2 separate regions of the Mus musculus genome follow, and region 2 is linked to region 1. A link is a contact called in public Hi-C data. All regions are on one chromosome and are shown on one strand. The core of a region is the stretch at or near the end of the contact, and the rest is flanking DNA. Distances in the headings are between cores, read along the strand shown.

What was found. Hi-C and Micro-C count contacts between places; a contact is called where the count stands out from the background.
Region 2: a Hi-C map of cortical neurons shows a contact between it and region 1, with 2.1 times the contacts expected there. The contact joins two enhancer-like sites. A contact is called at or near these places in 1 of 15 datasets of contacts at CTCF or cohesin (the NIH/3T3 cell line) and 2 of 484 Hi-C or Micro-C datasets (cerebral cortex and cortical neurons).

What each region holds. Positions count from the first base shown.
Region 1 is chr9:52,939,589-52,943,023 of GRCm38.p6, reverse strand. No RefSeq gene overlaps it. Among named protein-coding and RNA genes, the nearest start is that of Gm39339, 63 kb to the right of the region's middle. Within about 2 kb of position 1,778, at least 29 of the 459 cell types and tissues checked have an H3K27ac peak or open chromatin away from gene starts, as enhancers often do. A contact at or near this core is called in cortical neurons, where this site is marked.
Region 2 is chr9:53,216,901-53,220,271 of GRCm38.p6, reverse strand. The region is part of intron 9 of Ddx10 (DEAD box helicase 10); the gene reads left to right. Among named protein-coding and RNA genes, the nearest start is that of Ddx10, 30 kb to the left of the region's middle. Within about 2 kb of position 1,926, at least 7 of the 459 cell types and tissues checked have an H3K27ac peak or open chromatin away from gene starts, as enhancers often do. A contact at or near this core is called in cortical neurons, where this site is marked.

The DNA of each region.
Region 1 (3,435 bases), core at 529-3,028:
CTAAAACCCAGAAATCTAACTGCTATACACTGAAGCTCTCCAAGATTTGGGGTTTGATACAATATTTACTTTCTTTGTCTTTCAAGAATTATTATTAAAAAGTAACTTTCAAAACTATAGGCATGGTAGACTGATGATATAGCTCAGTTGGTAGTGTTCTTGCCTGGCATCTATGAAGTCTTGGTCCCATCCTCAGAGTCACATAAACTGGGTGTGCTTCTGCGTGCCTGTGACTTTAGCCCTCAGGGATGGAGACAGGACGGCCAAGGTCAAGATCAACCTCTACTACCAATGAGTTTTGGCATGGCATCCATCCTCCCTTGTTCCCTCCCTCCCTCCCTCCCTCCCTCCCTCCCTCCCTTCCTTCCTTCCCTCTTTCCTTCTTTCATTCCTTCCCTCCCTCCATCTCTCCCTTCCTCCCTCCCTCCATTCCTCCCTCTCTCCTTTCCTCCATGTTCACACATACAGAGAATACACACACACACACACACACACACACACACACAGATACCACAGGTCTTGATAAATTGAACCCTATTGGTTTTGGTGGTTTGCCATTGTCAATGAACATTCACATTCTTTAGACAATACATAAAGAATTCTCTATATTTATAAGGAGAATGTGAACAAAGAAGAAACAGAAAAGGAAAAGCTTATATGGACCCAAATTCATTCTCTCTCTCTCTCTCTCTCTCTCTCTCTCTCACACACACACACACACACACACACACACACACACACACGCACACACCATTTACACCATACACACACACACACACACACGCACACACCATTTACACCATACACACACACACACACACACACACACCATTTACACTATATAGTTCTAAGGAGAGATCTTTTGGGTTATCTGCACATAGACCTACAGCCAGAGACACAGATCTTCCCAGAATCCTTTCCTTGGCCAGATATGCTCTGCCCTAGGACACACTAAGCTTGCTGCTTTCAAAGTACAACACACATGTACAACACACATATACATTGATCTTTTCTTCGTGCCTTTCCTCTCTGGCTCTTTTTATGTCCCCCACTAGATTGCAGGGGTCCGGAAGCAGAGCCCTTTGTCTTCTGTCCTCTCACTCTTTGTTTTGTTTGTTTTCAGTATCCTGCCTGGCAAGGAACAGGCTCTCAGTCTTGGAACAACATGTCTCTGCCCTCAAGGGCCCTGCAGTGAGAGTTGGCACCTTTTTACAAAACAGCATTGACAAATGGCAGCTGCTTTGTGTCTGAGCCCACATTTGTTAATACTACTTTTTAACAAGAAGTCCTGATTGCTACAGTGGCGCATATACACCATAACAATAAGGATTAGCCTGAGGTTAGCTTCCACAGCCGGGAGAAAGGCAGGGAATATGTACAGATGTGGGAAGGTTCAGGGTGATAGTTTCAAATTTCTGGCTTTATACAATCCTCTCTGGAGCAGCAGATTCAGGTAACTGTGGACACTGTTACTTTAAATTAGTGCTGGTTTGCTATTGACTTGCAGGGTGGGGGTGTGGATCTGAGCTACTCCTCCTTATAGCTGATCTGGCTGGGAAGTAATGGTGGTGGTTGGAATGAATCCATTCCTCTCACTGGAACCTACTTGTTCAGGATTTATTGGCTGTGGCTGCTGCGTGTTCACACTTTTCTTGAAGTGGCCTTGATTATTTATTTTCGGGAGGTGGCCTTCTCACAGGAGCCCATCTGTCTAGTGTCGGCCTAGGCTTGTCCATCAGCAGCAGTGGCCACCATGGGCATGGTGCCAGGTGCCAGCGGAGCACTGCAGGCTGAGTGGCTTTCTGTGCTTCCTCTAATCCCCCTGCCTTCCCCTTCCCCCGCCATGTGTGTATTTCCATGATAAATCACCCAAGAAAGATTTCCAATGCATTTTGACAGGATGAAACTGTGCGATTCAGCTTGATCTCGTTAAGAGCCCCATAGCCAAATCCCCCCAGCACTGAAGGCAAGGAGCGCTTGCAAGCTGTTCACGGATTGTCTCTCTAGCTGAGGGAGAGAGACTTGACTGACACTCGGCTGACTTTCTGCCCTTGACCCGGAGGGGAGGGATGTTTACTGCATGTTCTACTTGCAAAATCCCTGTGTAAGTTCAGTGGAGACATTTCTCTAAGGGCTGAGCACCTAGACCACTGAAGGATTTACTAACGTCCTTCCCTCCCCTCCCTCCTCTCCCTCCCTCCCTCCCTACCTCCCTCCCTCCCTCCCTCCCTCCCTCCCTCCCATGTGGCCATGCTAAGTGTAATAGGCACTGCCATACATAATAAATAAGGCCAAACTCCATGTCCTCCAGGAGCTCACAGTGTGTTGGGGAAGAAAGATAAGCAGATAGATAGTCATTACCAATGTGGGCCTTGTATAACAAAAAAACAGCATGAGGAGAACGGAGGGATGGTGGCAAGATGACAGGCTTCCTGGTTGAAGTAATGAATAGAGTGGGCACAGTGAGTTTGGGCAGTAGCATGCATAGGCAGAAGGGTTTGCCATAGCAAAGGCCTTCTTGCTGAGATACTTGAATAAACACAAATTTTTGCTCAGGGACCATAATTCTTATGGGTTTCACATCCCGAGGATGTGTGCTCTCTGACTGACTCTACCCTGCCCCTGCTCTCTGTGGATCTTATATGGGGTTTTAGCATTCTGCTTAAATAGCCCATATATTTTCAATTCACCCTTGCTTTGAATTCACTGCTTTTTCCTTGACATTATTAGCTTGTGGTACTTTTTATTCACTATGCAGTCAGTTTAAAAACCAAGCCAAACCAAACAACACTCCCCTCCATTTTCCTGGAGGCAGATGGTGGTACCCATGACCAAGAAAACTGAGGCTAGGTTTATGTCTTCTTACATTTTAATTATCGATACTTTTCAAAGAGGAGACCCAGGTTGCGTCCAACTGACAGACAACTCTCATTCGTTCTCTGTTACTCTTTGATCTCCTCAAAGACAGAGAACAGTGGTTTCCTAAGTCCATCCAACATAGAAAATCCAACTCTGCGGGACTTGAAGAAGATTGTTATTGGGTAACCATCAGTACACACGACTTGGAACCCGTACACAAATGAGATAGCAGTAAATTCCAGAACCTTGGCCAGAAGATCTTCCATCTGAAAATCAGAGTAGACGTGGTGGTGGTTTTAGTCCCCGTCCTGTCTGCAGTGGCTCACATTTAGGGCTCTGTCATTGCTAGACAGTCAGCCACTTTTATTCTGCACTGGAGAGAGGAGGAATTTTTTTCCAGGCAATTAGCTTTAAAAAGAGTATGGTTCCTTGGCTTTACTGAAATGCCAGGAAAGATTATGAAACCTCTAAAGATCAGAAAAAAAATTCAAGATGGTAAATGACATTTTATTCATTAGGATGGATTTCCAAGTTCTTCGTGCCTCTAAAAATGTTTTGTCCTTTGTTCATTGTAAG
Region 2 (3,371 bases), core at 677-3,176, 280 kb before region 1:
CTCATATATACTTATATATGAGAATACTATTTTAAAGACTATTTTAATGTGTTTTTTAAACACAGTCATTAACTTTTAAAGTGGAAGTGTGACCCTTTATACGTAAGTAACAAATTCTGAATTGACTATTTCAGATGTATAGTCAGTGAAAAGGTTAGCATATGTAATGTTAGATTTGGTTTAAAATGACCATTAATGGTCTTAAAGATAATGAGAAAGCTTCGTGGGCCATGAGACTGAATAATTGAGTTGAACAAAGGCTAAATTAAAAATGGAAACTAATTAAAATCCTGTGTTAGGCTGTAATTAAAACCAAGTTGCCAGAAAGTGTTTGCTTTTGGAATTGAACATAAATAAATAAATAAAGAAAGAAAGAAAGTGGATTTGTTAGAAAAATTACTAAAGTTGGAGGATCTGGCTTATTTATTTATTTTTTTTTTTGTGACTCACCAAGGAGAAATAAAGGATGGTCCAGGTGTTTATTTCTATCAAGCATTTACTGTTTTACTGAATTCTTTGACTTTTTTTTTTTTAAATGAATTCACTGGATCTATAACAAAGAAAAGTTTTCCTTAATCCACTTAACAAATGAAGTCCTTTTTGAGACAAGTGAGTGAAGATAGTTATAGGGATCTATCCTGCAGTACATTTGCCACTTAAAAACAATTGTCTTTAAGGCTTGCAGGTTTTGGTACTAAAAAGCCTGAATTTTTTTATTTTAAATTAAAAATTTACAGTTGGAAATACAGAAAATTTATAATTAAAAAGAAGGCACATACCAGACAAGGGAGGCTAGGGTAGAAGACAGGAGATTTTGTTTTGTTTTGTTTTTAAATTTAATCATTCAATCATTTATTTATTTTATATTCCAGATTTTATTCCCCTCCCGGTCCACCCTCTGACCCCCCCCCCCCCCCCCCCCCATATCTCCATGAGGATGTCCCCACCAGACCTCTAAGCTTCCTGAGGCCTCCAGTCTCTTGAGGGTTAGGTGCATCTTCTTTGATTGAACCCAGACCTGGCAGTCCTCTGCTGTATATGTGTTGCGGGGCCTCATATCAGCTGGTGTATGCTGCCGGTTGGTGGTCCAGTGTCTGAGAGATCTTGGGTCCAGGTTAATTGAGACTGCTGGTCCTCCTACAGGGTCACCCTCCTCAGCTTCTTCCAGCTTTTTCCTAATTCAGCCACAGGGGTCAGCAGCTTCTGTCCATTGGTTGGGTGCAAATATCTGCATCTGACTCTTTCAGGTGCTTGTTGGGTCTTTCGGAGGACAGTCATGTTAGGTCCCTTTTTGTGAGTGCTCCATAGCCTCAGTAATAGTGTCAGGCCTTGGGACCTCCCCTTGAGCTGGATCCCATTTTGGGCTTGTCACTGGACCTTCTTTTCTTCAGGCTCCTCTCCATTTCCATCCCTGCAGTTCTTTCAGATAGGGACAATTATGGGTCAGAGTTTTGACTGTGGGATGGCAACCCCTCCCTCTCTTGATGCCCTGTCTTTCTGCCAGATGTGGACTCTATAAGGTCCCTCTCCCTACTGTCGGGCATTTCATCTAAGGCCCCTCCCTTTGAGTCCTGAGAGTCTCTCACCCCCTTCCAGGTCTCTGTTGCATTCTGGAGGGTCCCCCCACCCCCCAATCTCTTATCTCCCAAGGTTGCCTGTTTGAATTCTTTCTGCTGGTCCTCAGGGCTTCAGTCCTTTTTCCTCACCCAATACTATTCCCCCAACCCCCTCACATCCACTTTCCCTCCCAGGTCCCTCTCTCCCTACCCCCACCCCTTGTGCTTGAGGTTTTATATAACTGTTTCTTGTTCTAGAGTATAAAAAGTACTTGTAGTTCTCAAAATATTGTCTTAATTTAGATAGCAAAGTGATTCCACTAGGGGACAGCAGAACCAAGCTTTTGTATTTCACATGCCTTTGATATACATCTTAACAAGAAGTATGAAGCTGGAAATTGGTTAAAATTCCTAAATTGGGACGAGTTCGTGGTTTGCAGAAAATGCTCATATTTTAAGGAATCATTGAGAATTTTTTTTAGAATCTTTAACTTTTTGCAATCTGAAATAATAGAAAAAACAATTTCCATAAGAATTAAGCCTAATGTGAATTTATTAGGTATTATATTTATTAGGTAACAGTATTTGCAAGTGAAATTTCTTCTTAAAAATTCACTTAGCTGGAAATTTTAAACTTCTACTAGTCTGTTTCTCCCAAAGAGGAAACTGTTTCCTTATGTGGCCTTTGGCATATGTCTGTTGATAACTGTGCTTTGGAGGCTTAGTGAAAGGGCAGAGAGAATCCTTTGCTTTGTAACTTGCAGCATTGAAGAGCTGGGCTGCAGCAGCTGGTACAGAGGTTCTGATGCTTCTCAGCACCTCCTCTGCTCGTAGTCTCCTATGGTCCGCTCAGTCTAGCAGGCAGGAGGATCTTTTCTGACTCCTGTGAGGGCTTCTCAGTTCAGTCAGTGATAGGCCTATACACTTTCTCCATCCCCTACACCCATCTTGTTCCAGGCCAGATATATATGTGCCAGACATATTGTTACCTTAGTATCTTTTATGTTAGTTTCTGGTAAAATGTATTTCCCACAGTTATCTGTGTGGCTATTTCTGTCCTCCTCCTCAAGTATTTCCACTCCTTTGTGCCCTTCTCTTTTCTGTATCGTTTATCACATTTAGATATGTTAGAGCAATTAGTTGGTTTTCCTTTTATTCTTTGCTTTTATCATTACTAGACTGTTTTATAAAGGTTTTTTTTTTAAGGTTTTTTTATTTTTATTTTTATTTTTGTTGTTGTTGTTTTCTACATTGGTGTCTAGTGAGCCCAAGAGATTGTCCTGTTTCCCTTTCTTCCCAGCACTTGGGTTACAGGCATGCATTTTTTTAATTAGGTATTTTCTTCATTTACATTTCCAGTGCTATCCCAAAAGTCCCCCATACCCCCCCCCCCTCCCCTACCCACCCACTCCCACTTCTTGGCCCTGGCGTTCCCCTATACTGAGGCATATAAAGTTTGCACGACCAATGGGCCTCTCTTTCCAGTGATGGCCGACTAGGCCATCTTCTGATTCATATGCAGCTAGAGACACGAGCTCCGGGGGGTACTGGTTAGTTCATAATGTTGTTCCACCTATGGATTGCAGATCCCTTCAGCTCCTTGGGTACTTTCTCTAGCTCCTCCATTGGGGGCCCTGTGATCCATCCAATAGCTAACTGTGAGTATCCACTTCTGTGTTTGCTAGGCCCTGGCATAGTCTCACAAGAGACAGCTATATCAGAGTCCTTTCAGCAAAATCTTGCTAGTGTATGCAATGGTGTCAGTGTTTGGAGGCTGATTATGGGATGGATCCCTGGATATGGAAGTCTCTAGGT